2 separate regions of the Sus scrofa genome follow, and region 1 is linked to region 2. The links are chromatin contacts, called in public Hi-C maps. All regions are on one chromosome and are shown on one strand. Each heading gives the region's core, a stretch centred on a gene start, on an enhancer-like site or on the middle of the called end of the contact. The rest is flanking DNA. Distances are from core to core; before and after follow the strand shown. Region 1 overlaps MANBAL (protein MANBAL). Region 2 holds the start of GHRH (growth hormone releasing hormone).

Region 1 (7,804 bases), core at 4,666-7,165, 50 kb before region 2:
TACCGCTGATGAGTATCTGGGCTATTTTTGTTTTTTTGCCTATTATGATGAAAGCTGCCATGAACATTCTAGCTAGACTTTAGTACAAGACTTTCATGAACAAATATTTTCAATTCTCTTGGTTAAATACCTAAGACTGGAATGCTGGGTATGTTGCACTTCTTAAATTTTTTATTTTATTTTTCCTTTTTTTGTAAAAACAATTTTATTTTCAAGAAGAGAACAAATGTTTTCTCATAATTTTTTTTAAAAAAGTTGTTCCTAGAATGCTAAAGGAATTTATCTGCGAATTTGTTCAGCGGCCAGAAGCTGAGTCCAGATCTCTGTGTCTTGAATTGATGATGGTTTGCGCATTGTGGACCCAAACTGCGGTACTTTTTAAAAAAGAAGCTCCCAAATAGTTTTTTAACGTGGTTGTACCATTTTATCCTCCCACCAGCGATGTACGAGCATCCCAGTCACTCCATACTCCCCTCAACATCTGCTCAGGTCAGTCTTCGATTTTAGTCATTCTGGAATCACACTGTGGTTTTAATTTGCATTTTCCTGATGACTAATGAACTCCTTTCATGTACTTACTTAAATTTTTTTTAAAGGTAGTTCCTCTCTCCTTCGCTGCCACGGAGCTTTCAACCTCCATGATTTGAAAGACTGTCAAACAAATAAGGAAAGAAAAACCGAGGACAAAATCTACTGGCAACATAAGGAGCTCTACAAATACAAAAGCAAACATGAGCTCAGCCCTGGAACCCCTCTGTTGACTTTGGTTTCCCAGGACTCGGGGGCTAAGGACATGTCTGTCTTGCAAGAAAGCCAAGATCACGGCTGACTTGAGGTCAGAATGTTTTAATGATAAATTTGCCCCTGACTAAATAATCATTTTCACTGCTGCCATTTATAAATGGCTTATTTTGCTCCAGGCACCTTACATATACATAGTATGTCTAATTTTTATAATAACCGAGCAAGGTCGTTGAATGATCTCTATTTGGTGGACTCTGAACATCAGAGATGTGAATTCCTTTGCCTAACACCACTCAGCCACATGTCCATAGGATCCATATTCAAAATGTGACTGGCTCCAAATCTCATTCAAGTTGCCTTAACACACACACACATGAATACTATTCAGCCATAAAGACGAAAGAAGTATTGATACATGCTACGACATGAATGAACTTTAAAAACATCATGCTAGGAGTTCCCTTGTGGTACAGCAGGTCAAGGATCTGGCATTGTCATTGTAGCGGCTCAGGTCACCATTGTGGCACAGGTTCGATCCCTACCCGGGGAAATTCCACATGCTGTGGATGCAGCCAAAAAAGGAAAAAAAAAAAAAAAACATAATTCTAAGCAAAAGAAATCAGATAGCAGATTAGTGATTGCCTAGGACTGGGGGAAATAGAGAATGGGGGAGAGACTGCTTAATGGGCGTGCAGTTTTCTCCTGGAGTACAAAAACAGTTTGGAACTAGATGGTGATGGTGGTTGCACAACATTGTAAATATAACAAACGCCACTAAATTTACCATTAGTGATTTCGTCCTTTGAGTAGTAAAGTCCCCAGCACCTGAGTCCGACCTTTTCTCTCCCAGAGAACCACCCCTTCCCCTTGAGAATTCCAGGGCAGAAAGGGAGGAAACAGCAGCATGACTCAGAGAGTGGGCCCTGGAGTCAGCCTGCCTGAGTTCAATTCCAGGCACTCCCACGTCCCCCTCTGTGGGGGTGCTAATGCTACCAGCATCATGGGGCTGTTGTGAGAATGTCGTACTATTGGGCATGTAAAGTGTCTGGGCCCACGTAAGCTACAAAGTCAGGTCAAGCCACCTTCTCCTACCATCACCCACGCTGCAATTATTTATTGAGCACTGCTATGTGCCAGGCACTCTTCTAGGCCGTGGGGACTTTGGTCTATAAGCAAGAACAGCAATAAAACTCCTTTCTTCTTGGAGCTCACATTCCAAGGAGGGGATAAGACCATAAATAAAGTTACTAAAATATATAGTATGTTCAATGGCAGTATGTGCTAAGGAGAAAAAAATGAGGGGTGAGGGATAGACCGTTTGGGGGAAAGGTTAGAAATGTAAATTAGGTGGCTAGAGAAGGCTTTCCTGAGTAATGTTGAGAGGAAAGTAAGGGGCATTCCTTTCCTACTGCTGCTGTGGCAAGTTACCACAATCTTAGTGGCTTAAAACAACACAAATTGTAATATTCTAGTTTTTTGAGGTCAGGAGTCCAAAATGGGTGTCACTGGACTGAAATCAAGGTGCTGGCAGAGCTGTGTTCCTTCTGGAGGCTCTGGGGCGGCGGTGGGGGGGAGGAGTTGGTACCTTGCCTCTGCCGGTTTCCAGAGGCCACCCCCATATTCCCTGGCTTGTGTCCCCATATCATTCCAACTTCTGCTTCCATCATCACATCTCCTCCCTCACTTTCATACCTTTGTTCTTTCCCTTATAAAGATCCTGCTGGAGTTCCTGTCGTGGCTCAGTGGTTAACGAATCTGACTAGGAACCATGAGGTTGTGGGTTCGATCCCTGCCCTTGCTCAGTGGGTTAAGGATCCGGCGTTGCCGTAAGCTGTGATGTAGGTTGCAGACTCGGCTCAGATCCCGCATTGCTGTGGCTGTGGTGTAGGCCGGTGGCTACGGCTCCAATTCGACCCCTAGCCTGAGAACCTCCATAGGCTGCAGGTGCGGCCCTAAAAAGACCAAAATAAATACATAAAGCCACAAGCCTGGATGCTGTCTCCGAGGGAGTGCAGGCAGAGTAGAGAGGATCAAGGACTGAGCCCCGGGCCCCTTTGATTAGGAGGAACCAGTGACGTAGGAGGAAAACCAGTTAAGGGTAGGGGTTCCAGAAGGGTCAATGCTGCAAACTCTGTCCAAAGTTACGTGTGGAGTGAGGGGCGGGTGGGGCAGAGGACCACCCTTGCTTTCCTAGGGCTGTTCTCTGGCCAACAGCCTCAATGGGGAGCAATTTAAAGGAGTCAGACCTACCAAGGCAGCCCTGCTCCTGTGATTTCAGAGCTGCCCCCTCTCCAGGAAGTGGATGGGTGGGCTCTAGAGGTCAGGTCCTTGCTTTACCAGAATGATTTCCTTTGGTTTCAATTCCTGCTGGGCGTTTAAGACTCCGCTCAGTCATTCGGAGTCCCTCTGCCGGGTGCTGCCCCCCAAGACTGAATGGGCGCCCCCACCCACTGCTCCCCCGCTGGACAGGCTATGCACACGCCTCAGTCGATTGGTCTCCCACTGGGCCAGGCACACTTTGGGCTCCTGGGAAGCCTCCTTACTTCCGCACACCCCCCACCCCCGCAGCGTGGCATGAGCCTCGAGCAGACTCTCAGTGAATGTCTGTGAACAGAAACACTCAGCAGAAGCCCCTCCTGCTGGGATCCAGCCCGGCCTCCAGCAGGTGGGGCCCTCACAGCCCCGGCCTGCTGACACTCACCAAACATTTGTTAAATATCGAGAAGAGGGCCAAGGACTGGGTCCAAGTCCGAGTTCTGGCTCTCTCAAGTTGTCAGGACTTCAGTCTCCATCTCTAAAAGGGAAATGAGACACACTCATCCTTTAAGCTCATCCTCATCAGCTGTGACAACACTTAGGAAAGTGTTCAGGAAACTGTAAACCAGCCGGGCGTTTGGAAGAACCACAGGTTGAGGCTTTTCTTTGGGGGCTGTCAGGACCCACACCTACACCAAGACTGGGTCTTCCTCAAGCCACTCTGAGGACAAGCAGCGCCTTCCTCAGGCAGCAGGACCCGGGGAATGAGTGGGGCCTGGGTCTGACGGAAACTCTCACACACTCACGGATGTTCCCAGTGACTAAGGGCCGCACAAAGCAGCAGGCTGGACCCTTCCTGAAACTCGCCCCAAAGCTGCTCTGACCAGCTGGCCCCTGCTCCAGCCATCCCAGGCCCCACTGTCACACTTCTTCGGGGGTGGGGGGCGCTCCTCCCTCACTGCCCCGTCCCCCCAGCAGGGATCAGGGGACAGGCTCCATCTCAGCACAGGCAACAACACAGAGGAGGTTCAGCGTTCGGGGCCTTTTATTGACATCCACTCCCCCAAGTGACTTTTCCTCACTGGTCAGGAGTTTTAAGAACGGCGGTGGGGAGGGGGGAGGGGAGGGGGTACAGATGGAAGCCAAAAAGAATATCTTGAATGTGCTGTGATGGGTTGAAAAGAGGTTGGTCTGTGATTGACAAGTCCCCCATTTCAGAGGCTCAGGAAGTTGAGCCGAAGAATATACACTCCTTCAGCCAAGTCCCTGCCATCTGCTGGCCCTCCTGCCAGGCATCTTCCAGACTGGCTGTTGTACCAGTAGGACCACTAGCGCTGCAGTGGCCTTAGTGTCTTGACTTAAACAAACAGGGGACGCCTGGCCTGGCTCCATGCACACAAGCAGAGACAAAGGTGACTGATTAGCAGGAGATCTGATCTGCAGGACACAGAGGATGGGAGAGGGCAGTGCTTGTCAGCATCAGATAAGGACTCTGAGATGTAGTGTGAATCTATAAGGCAGGACATGGGGATTAAGTAAGAAAATGCAACTGTCAGCCGCCCCGCTTCTGAGAGACTTCCAAGGCAGTCTCTGCTCACAGGGGGTTTCACTCCCCATGGCTCTAAACCATCGGGGAAGCAGAAGGAAGTGGAAGTGGAGTCTGCCCAGCTGGGGCCTGGGGCCTGTCGTGACTGTCCAGCTCTCTGTGGTCAGAGGGCATCCCAGCCACCTCAGATCCTGAGGCTGGGATGAAGTGAGGGAACAGGACTTTGAGCCCCAGGGGACCGGTGGGGGCCCCGCCCCCAAGGCCCTGGCCCCGCCCACCGGGCTCTACAGGCCGCCTCTTCTACCGCTTCTTCTTGGCCTCCTTCTTGGGCCTCTTGTTTGCAGAAGGAGCAGTGGCCTTAGGCTTCCTCGTCACCTCTGTACTTCGGGGCTCAGACGGTTCTGCCTCCTGCATGGTGACAGAAAACAGAGGCCTGCTTAGACAAATCAAAATGACACCCACAAAATGAGATCATGTCTGAAGGGACTTTGCAAAGAGAGGCATGCCGCAGAGACACCAGGGATGGAAACTGTCCCTGCAGGGCCCCGGGATCCCCATGTTTGCAGGACGGCCCCCGGGGAGGGGGTGAAGGATAAGAGAAGATGCCCAAGGGAAGCGGGCAGCCTTTGGAGCCGCACAGGCCTGGGGGGGAATCTAGGCTCCCCCACGTTCCAGCCAAGTGACCCTGTGGGCCACACGCTTCCCCCTCCTGTGTCTCGGCTTGCCCACCTGTGAAATGGAAGCAGGGGCGCGTACCTTGGCGGGCGGGCTCTCTGCTGAGGCAAAAACACGTGGAAAGCACCCAGTGGATGCAAATGCACCCAGCGGCTGCTGGTCACCGCATGTGGGACTGGGCACAATGTGGTGAGGAGCGGCTGTGGGCAGACCCGCTGTGGCTTGCTCTCCTTCCAGCCCTGCTTCTCTTCTCATCCCTCGTCTGCCATTCAGGCCACAGAAGGCCAGGGCAGGGCAGGGTGGAGAGCGCTAGCCGGTGGAAGTGCAGCCACGGCACAGAGCTCTGCGGCCTCGGGCAGAGGTGCCCCGTGGGAAAGGGCAGAGGGCAGCCCCAGGGTAGAACTCCAGACTCTCCCTGTATCTGGGGCAGCTCTGCTTTGGATCTGTCACGTACATTGTGATTTGTTCCCTGTAAGATCTGGTTTAAACAAAGGTTCTCCTATTGAAAAAAGATTGAAAACCACAGAGCCAGCCCTGGCCTTTATTGTGCTGATAAAGAAAGTGGACTCTGGGGAAGGGACTTGGCCTGTCCCAGCCTCACAGGCGCATGTCAGAGAAGAACCTAGAGTGGCCTCAGTCCTGCTGAGTGTCCCCTCCCCTCTGAGGGATAAATCATACTGCGCCACAGCCAGGCAGGATGTCAGAGTCCACTCTGGCCCAGAGAGCACTAACCACAGGCCGCAGGCCTTGTCCGGCCCACAGGCAGACTTCACTTGACCTGCAGTGTTTATTTTTAAGAACTTGAGCCAATTGGGAGATTTCCCATTCAGTGTGGATTCCTTGCTTTTCTTGAAAACTTTAAACATCCGGTGACACTGGCCCCAAATCTCCTCATGGGAGAAATGGGCTGAGCAGTGGCTGCCCCTTCATTCAGGTGCCCCCGCCCCCACAGCCCCACTGCCCCCGGCACTAAGCAAGGAAATGCGCCTCAGTACCTTGTTCTTTTATTAAAGATGGGAAAACAAAAGACGAAGCAAGAATACTAAGAGGGAGTACGCTGTTTCTAGAAAAGTATTTCTGCATGTTTAATTGGCTACCTCCCAGCTTCCAGCTTGCTTTACTCTGTCCTTCCCTGTTCACTGTCGGCCCCTGGCCCAAGCCTCAAGCCTCCTTCCGAAAGAAGCGGCAGGACTATGGCTGTGGAGGGGCGGTCCCCACCTAAAGCCCAGTCCAAAGGTCTGCCACCTCCCTCTTATCAGCCATCGCTGTCTACTCTGCTGCCAACCAACGGAGACAACAGACCTAGCCTGATCCCAGGCACCCAGGCGTGATGGCCCCAAGATAACCAGGCGGCCGGCTCCTCCCCTGGCCAGGTCTCTGATAGTGCTCAGGACCCCCACCCCCTTGTGCTGATACTGTTTCTGTAACTTGGAGAAAGAAAGAAAGAAAAAGGAAGGAAGGGAGGAGGGGGCGAGGGAGGGAGGAAAGAAGGAAGGAGAGAGAGAGAGAGAAAGAAGGAAGGAAGGAGACAAAGGAAGAAAGAGTGGAAGAAAGAGAAAGAAGGAAAAAAAGGAAGAGAGAAAGAAAGCATGAGCAAGACAGAAAGGTAAGAGAGAGAAAGAAAGGAAGGAAGGAAGAAAAAAAGAAAAAAGAAGAAAGCCCATTAGAAAAACAAACCAACCAACCCAAATCTCAGAGAAGCCAGTGTGTCAAGGGCACAGGCTCCCGCTGCAGAGCCCAGCAGGATGGCTACTGTTTAAGGCAAACCCCACAGGGCACAAGGCCTTTGGAGACTTTGGGACCTGGAAACCGCCCCCAGGGCAGTACCTGTGAGGCCAGTGGAAACCAGTCAGTCCCTGCCCTGGGCAAACAGGGCATGATTAGACAAAGGGTTTGTGCACTGGGAACCTGTCAAGCCTGCCAGGATCTCCAGGGATGGAGCCCCCCTGAGCTCACAGCTGGACGCCTCCTGCGGTTTCAAGTGGGGCCTGGTACACAAACCAGGGATGAGGATACCTGGCCGCTGTCCCCAGTGCTTTCCTTACTCCACAGACCTTCTCCCAAGCACCTCATCCTTTCTGGCACCTCCAACTCAAGTGGCCCAGACAGAGCACAGCCCCTTCTCCAGCTGGCCTGGCCTTCCTCCCCTACCCGTAAGCAGAGTAACCAGAGCCCCAGTGACACCCCCACCCCCGCTGTCCCTCCATCCAATCGGTCACCAGGTCCTGCTGATCTGCCCTCCTCCATCTCTTGACCTGGCCACTCTCTGGAGCCTCAAAGGCCCTGCTTCAGCTCCCCCACTGCCAACTGGCCCCCCTGCTCTCTATGCCATTCCTTGCACACGTGCCAAGAGAATTTTTCTAAAGCGCAGATGTCCCCACCTTAAACCTTCCAGTGGCTTTCCATCACCCACGGTCTTGTGTCCCACACCCAGGACAGCATCTAAGGAGGCTGCCTCGCCAGCCTCCCTGGGCTCACCTCTGCCCCCTACAATGGGCCAGGCCCCAGGGCTTCCGCTGCCCACCCCTCAACAAGGGGAGCACCCTTCTCTCCTTGGCCACCCAGCAAACCCCTCCCCTCAGT
Region 2 (7,211 bases), core at 4,090-6,589:
TTCCCAGATTAGAGGAGAGTTCCAGCTCCAAGGATGGGGTTGAGTGTGCAAGCTGACCTTCCTTCTGCTCTGTGGCCTAGGTGTTCAGGGACCAAAGGGCACAGAATGGGGAAAGGCCAGGAGAATGTGGCCAGAGCCAGAGGAAAACCCCAGCAACTCTTCTTCCAGTCTGGAGTCAAGGCTCTTTTAGCCCTGCAGCCACAGAGGGGAAGTGAAGCTGTACCCCGGCCCCTGCACCTGGTGCCCATTTCAGATGGGAAACTTGAAACTAGAGTCCCAGGCAGCCCTCGGGTTTTTCCTGTAGATATTCATTAATGGCAACTTCCTCTTTCTGTGTCTGCAGGTCCTGTCGTCACTGAGATGCAGCAACTCGGACTCTAAGTGAGAAGGGGCTTCCCAACATTGGCCTTAGTCCTCATCGGACCATGTTCTTGCCTGATGAGCCAGGCTGGAGGAAGGCTCCAAGTGCTGGGTTTTCTCCTTGGGACTTTGTCCTGGGGATCCTGGGGTAGGGGCTGGACTTGGGGATCCCGTAGCCTCCCCTAACTGGAAAAATAGCCGAGAACCCAGGGCAGGAACTGGGCAGAGAAAGATGGGGGGCCCAGGTGGCTGAGGAGGGGATGGCCTGATAATGTAACTGTCCTGGACAGTGCTCCCAGGATTTCACAAGGAACAAAGCCCTGGCTTTGGGGCATCTGGCTTTCTCAGCGAAGCCTGACATCACCAACGACTGGGAAACAGTGACATCTGCCGGCTGCCTGAGGCCAGAGCCCTCCTCCTTGGTTGGAGAACCACAGGGCGTTAGACCATCTTAGAATCCTGGAACAAAGAGGATTTGGCCTTTGATTCAGCTGTCTGGGAGGAGCCCAGGATTCTGCATTTCTAACAAGCCGCTAATACCACTGGGTCTGGGTCGGCAGTGCACCTTGTTTAGAAAGCTTTATTTATATCAATTATATCTCAGTAAAATTGAAGGAGTTCCTGTCGTGGCGCAGTGGTTAACAAATCCAACTAGGAACCATGAGGTTGTGGGTTCGATCCCTGGCCTTGCTCAGGGGGTCAAGGATCCTGCGTTGCCGTGAGCTGTGGTGTAGGTTGAAGACGCGGCTCGGATCCCTCGTTGCTGTGGCTCTGCCGTAAGCCAGTGGCTACAGCTCTGATTAGACCCCTAGCCTGGGAATCTCCATATGCTGCAGGAGCAGTCCTAGAAAAGGCAAAAAGACAAAAAGACAAAAAAAAAAAAAAAAAAAAAAAAAGGAGGAAAAAATGTTTTAGGGGGCTCAGAGATGAATCAGATCTGGTCCCAGACATCCCAAGTGTCTTAGGGGTGCTTTTCCACATATAAAATCTGTTGATCACAAGGCAAGACCAGTAGGGAACATTTCTTGGAGAGGTGGGATCCATAGAGTGCTTTGAAGAGGGGTCAGATAGATCTTTGCCTGGGAGAGCTTGCTTGAAGGATCAGCCAGGGACTGGCTTCCTGTGCTGCATGCCTGGCACCAGCACTTCATCTCCCAACCCAGAAAAACAGCCTGGTAAACAGCCATAATAACTGACTTGGGACAAGCCCAAAGATTCCAAGCAAGGTGACTGTTTAAAATACTAATGAGGGGGAGTTCCCCTTGTGGTGCAGTGGAAACCAATCCGACTAGGAACCATGAGGTTGCAGGTTTGATCCCTGGCCTTTCTTGGTGGGTTAAAGATCCAACATTGCTGTGAGCTGTGGTGCAGGTTGCAGGCACAGCTCAGATCTGGCTTTGCTGTGGCTCTGGCGTAGGCCAGCAGCTGTAGCTTCAATTAGACCCCTAGCCTGGGAACCTCCATATGCTGCAGGTGCGGCCCTTAAAAAAAAAAAAAAAAAAGCTAAATAAGTAAAAGTAAAGTAAAATACTCATGAGGGTAATATTTCCAAGCAACCCAGAGTCACTTAATTGACTTGCTAAGTACGACCGACTTTACCTCTTTAAAAGAGTTCTAATGGCCTTCCCAAATGCAGACTTTTCCAGAAAGAGGTGAACCTGGATCACCATCCATTCACAGGCACTTATGCTAGGATAGGACGTGAAATAGGAGACAGAACCTTTTGGCCCCATTTCACAGAAGAGGAAACCGAGGCTTGGGAAAGTCCTGTGACTTTGCCCGAGGCCACCAAGCCAGGCCAACCCCTACGACATCGCTCTCATAAGCACTCCTGTTGACATCTGCTGCTGCTGACTCCACAGAAGGGCCTAGAAGGCATAGAGTGGGCAGCAGGGGATAACAAAGGAATCTGGGAGTCTGGGGTCCAGGCCTTCCAGCCTTGCATGGTGGCCTCAGGCTGGGAACACCGCCGTCATCCAGGGAGAGCGATGAAAGCAGCTTTTACAAAGCAGGGTCTGAAGCCCTGGGACAGGCCCCCTTTGTCGATTCCCTCTGCGCTCCCCACCCCCAGGCCTAGGCCTCTAGCATCATCGCCCTCTGAATGGCTGGCTCCGGCACACTGGAAATTTGCAACACAAATGCTCCACTTGTCTCTCGGCGGAGCCTCGCTGCCCCAGCCTTTTGGGGCTTTTTAAAGCCAGCCTTTCTCTAGGGCGCTTTCTTTCCACAGCTCAAGCCCCCAACCCTTATACACAGGCACGATCACTAATTAGCGCTGGGTTCAAACCCATCCTGGGAAGAGAGCCGGGTGGTGAGCAAGCCGTTCCCACCCCTCGGAGGATAAGGACGAGGCGGCTGGCAGCAGGACTTGGTGGAGGGGGCCTGGCTCTCACTCTCAAGGCACATTTTCACTTCCTCCCTCCCATCTCCTTCCTTGATGGGTTGGAGCAATGACAGCAAATTAAGCTCCTCACCCAGGAGGGCTCCCAGCTCTCCCGCCTGGCTTTCTGAGCTCAGCTCTGATCATTAGACCTACAGTGATGGCTACATTTGCCAGGTGTATCAGGTACTTTACAAGCATAGTTTCTGATCCTCACAACAACCTGGGGAGGTAGGTATTATCATGCCCATTGTACAGATGTGGTAACTGAGGCTCAGCACAGCTAAACACCTTGCCCAAAAATCACACAGTTGGCTCCAAACCCATTTGATACTTTCCCAGCTTTACCGTGACTTCTCCCTTTTCTTGATTCTTGGAACATTTAGTGGTGTGTCCCTCTCTGGGTCCACCTCCTTGAGGTAGATGGTGGCACAACTGTAGAAGTTTATGAAGATTCACTGAACCATAGACTTCAAACAGGTGACTTTTTTGGTGTGTTAATTATACTTCAGTAAAACCCTTAACTTTTGGGAGGTTTTTTTTGGCTGCACCCATGGCATGTGGAAGGTCCCAGGCCAGGGACTGAATCCAAGTCACAGCAGTGACAACACCAGAGCCTTAACTTCTGGATCACCAAGAAACTCCTAAAGTTCTTAAAAAAAACTAGAAGAATTAGAATTGGTGGGCCATAGTAGCTCAGGTTGTTGTGGAATACTAAATTTGCAAGCTAGAAAACTTTGAGTCCTGGCTCTACCATTGCACAGCTGTGTGACTGTGGAAAAGTGGGTAACCTTTCTGTGCCTCTTTCCTCATTTAGAACAACGGTGATAGCAGTAGGAGCTTACTTATGTGACTTACTCTATTCCAGGCCTGTACCCTATCCACAGTCATATTTAATCCTCACCCAACAGCCTCATGAGATGAGCCCCATCACTCTCATTTCACAGATGAGAAAACTGAGATTAGGCATGAAGTCTTTAGCTCAATCCCTAACACAGAGCTTCAGCTGGGGTTGAATTCTCATCCCTGTGGTTTCTTGGGCCAGTTCTGTGTGTCCCATGTCTGTACTCTGGCCTGGTGTCCATTCTGGGTGCCCAACTCTGGGTGGTACCCACCTTGCATTCGCTGAGATAACCCCACACCTCCTGACTGTAAGAGAGCCCACTGCCCTGGGCTTCCTAACTCCTCCATCTGCCACCTGCAGCTGTGACCCATCAGCCATTCTTAGTCCCTGGGGATCTGGCCTGACCTGACCACACCACGTTGTGTCCAGGCCTGCAGGGTGATGCTGCTCAGTCCCTGCTTCTCTGGGGAACATCCCATGTTTGCTCTGTGCCAGGAACATGGCTCAGTGAAGGCTAAGAAGCAGGTTCATAAAGTGTCACTTGGAGGAGGTTCCAGAAACTACTGGTTCTAACTGCGAACCAGAGAGGTGTCCCGGGGCAGGCAAAGGCAGTCTCCACTCCTCAATCTCTAACCAGTGCAGCTCCATTTTAAAAATCTGTTTTAGGAGTTTCCTGGTGGCTCAGCAAGTTAAGGACCTGGTCACTGCTATGGCTCAGGTTCCTCAGCAGTGACCTGGGTTTGATTCCTGGTCCCAGAATTTCTGCATGCAGTGGGTACGGCCAAGAAAAAAATCTGCTTTGTATACTGCACTTCCATAGACGATTTCCAAAGAAAGTTCTGTGTCACTATTTACAAACTTGGAAAACTTCTGTTCTCTGCTGTTTTCCCTGAGCTGTGATGGGAGTAGAAATCGATAGTGTAGAAACTGAGGCCTGGAAGGCAGAAGTAACTTCTGAAGGTCACCAAAGTCATGACGGACAGACACGGAGGGGTAGTTGGACTCAGCTCACAGCAATTTCCAGTCCTCCACAGCAGCCCTATGGGAAACCAGGGCTTCTGCCTCGCACACTTTCATGCCGTTCTTGAGGCTTCTTTTGCTATCGGCTAGAGAAATCTGGAAGCACAACTCTCCCAAGGCACTCCATCTCTCCCCTCTCACCTCACACACCTCTGAGGCAGCCTTGACACATGAAACAGATGCTCCCCAGGCTCGCTGCCTACACCGACCTGTGACCGCAGCAGGTACAAGTCAAGAGGGGAAAATCTTGATAATTGGATGACAAGGGAAATAGCAAGCAACTTTCCTCACTAAGAGGAGAAAAACACCCAGCCTGTAATGTTGGCTGCCCTAAAGTGAAATAAAGTTGCACACGGACAAAACAAGATTATACCAACTTTTTAAAACGCCCATTTATCTCTGAGAGTAAATGGTGGTTCACTGTTCTGAGTACTCCAATTATTAGAGTAGCAGGATTATACTCTCTCTTCTTCTCGGAATAATATAATTTTTTTTTTTTTGCTCTGTCCGTGCTCTCGAAGATAAAGGGCAAGTTCAATACGAGTCTGAATTGGCGAGGGGCAAAACCTCTTTCCCCCGTTAGGGTTTGTCAGTGCGATGCTAAAAACGGTCCTTTGGTGGACTTGTGTGTAATTGATTCTCTGACGCTGACAACACTTAGGAAAATGAAGGTATAAATGATGCGAGTACCACGCAGGCGCTGAAGCAAACGGCGAGCCCGAGGCCCGTGGAACTGGAGCCGCGTCTTCTGGCAGAGGGAGACCTGCCACATCGGAGGTGAGAGGGGGGTGGCCCTGGGGGCCGGGCTGGATGGGGGCAAGACAGTTGATCTTCTCACCAGTTCAGAGACACCCAGTTCACCAGGCCCACTGCCGTCTTCTTTGCCCGTGGACTGGTGAGTACCTTTTAGGCCCCTTGTTAGTGGCTCTGGAACGTGCTCTTGATGGTTGGCGCCATTTTGAGGTTGTCTTGGACGCTTGGCCACTCAGTCCTCGGAGAGGTGGCAGGCAGACATGTGCCAGGTGTCTGTCAGGGGCAGCTGAGGTCTCGGTGCTCCTTCATGGGTGTGGGGGTGGGCTGCTAGAGCAAGGCACCCGCTGGCTAGATTCTCCTGCCCACAACGGGATTCTGCCACGGACCCGAAAGGAAGCAAGTGGCTGTGCAAATCAATACCACTCACCGATTGCTCAGGACCGATTTAATACAATTGCCTGGAAATTGATAACGTTTTGCTTTCTTGCTCAATTGCAGCCGCACTCCTTACTCTAGGTTTTAGACACAATGACCTGCTCCTGAAGCTTGTCTCTTGACCCTTCGGGGCTTCAGGGATCCTGAGTATTTGCGTCTTTTACCATAAGCCACCTCCAACCTTTCTGGAAGGGGGTGGGGCACCACCCTTTTGAATGACCGTTCAAGATGCTTCCTCACTAAAAACTTAGATCTCCCTCAACTTAGAGCACTATTGCTGGAAACAGTTTATAAACAGAGTCAGGATTGGGGGGGGCGGGGTTCTTAAATCACACAGTAGAATATTCGAGAAAGGTAAAAGATTTGTTTTTTTTCCCCCAGGAGTTCAAAAATGGCCTCGCTAGTTTGGCACTTGAGATCTGACCTCTGTCGTCAGTTGAAGGTTCATCTGCAGAATTCTTGTAGCATTCTTGGCACCAAGTCTGGCAAAAGGTGCCAGCTGCTGTGAATCAAGTGCCCATTTTTCCTGAAGCCAGACAACCTCGAATATATCTAATGACAAAATTAGTTTGTAAGCACTGTTGAGAACTGACTGATACTTGTAATGATAGATGATAAACCCTAAGATGACTTTGAGGCCATCAAGGAGTTGTCGGTGGTGCTGTTGGATATGCACTAGATTTAATTCCATGAATTCTAGCTCCTTGGACTGGCCATGTGGAAGATATCTGTCAACAGCTAGCTTCTCCGCTGTTCTCATCTCATAGGCTGGGTTATTCTTGTTGTTTTCCTTTTTTGTCCAGTGGGATTTTGCAACCACATGGATTAGGTTCTCAGCCCAGAGGTTACAAGGGTGTCATGACCCATCCCTCGGGCATGTGGTTTATAGCAAATGTGGTGCCTCTTGGTGGACCAGACTATGAGGTTACCCCACCTCATTCCTGAATGACCAGGGGTCATTGGACTTACGTTGACTTGCCCCCCAAAGACTGCCCTCTTATCGGGCTATTTTCAACTCCCTAAAACCACTGGCTGTGCATAGGAACACGCCAACCAAGCAGGTGTTCCTGTCTTTCCCCCTTATTTCTTCCCCAGAGACTTAGTGACAAAGAGCAAAAGCATGTGGTCTTCTCAGAACCGTTTCCCACGCACAGGTGATGAATTCTGAGGCGCCCGCATGAATAGGGGATTGTATCTGAGAGGGCGCCTCGCGGAGCAGGAGGAAGTCTGCTGGCCTGGGAATCACGAGGCCCCTTCTGAAGTGCCCACTCCGAGACTAATTTGTTGGAGGACCACAGAAAAAGGCCCTTCTCTTCTCTGGGCTCATTTCCCTGATGGTAAAATAGAGGTGGTGATACCTGCTCTGGAGGACAAAGGTGGGGGTGTCCTGGGAATCCCTTGAGCCAGCCCTGGGAGAAG

What was found. A called contact is a pair of places that touch in the nucleus more often than the background predicts.
Region 1: a contact with region 2 is called in a Hi-C map of heart right ventricle, with 1.5 times the contacts expected there. The contact joins the enhancer-like site here to the promoter of GHRH in region 2. A contact is called at or near these places in 6 of 47 Hi-C or Micro-C datasets (alveolar macrophages, embryonic fibroblasts, epiblast stem cells and 2 more) and 2 of 2 datasets of contacts at active chromatin or transcription factors (alveolar macrophages and skeletal muscle).

Annotation. Positions count from the first base shown.
Region 1 is chr17:40,445,877-40,453,680 of Sscrofa11.1, reverse strand. MANBAL (protein MANBAL) reads right to left here. Exons shown (of 4, transcript XM_005672921.3): 3 at 4,842-4,954; 4 at 4,024-4,437. The coding sequence ends at 4,847. Among named protein-coding and RNA genes, the nearest start is that of SRC, 21 kb to the left of the region's middle. Within about 2 kb of position 5,915, at least 32 of the 83 cell types and tissues checked have an H3K27ac peak or open chromatin away from gene starts, as enhancers often do. A contact at or near this core is called in liver, where this site is marked.
Region 2 is chr17:40,395,985-40,403,195 of Sscrofa11.1, reverse strand. GHRH (growth hormone releasing hormone) reads left to right here and starts at 5,339. Exons shown (of 5, transcript NM_001195118.1): 1 at 5,339-5,499.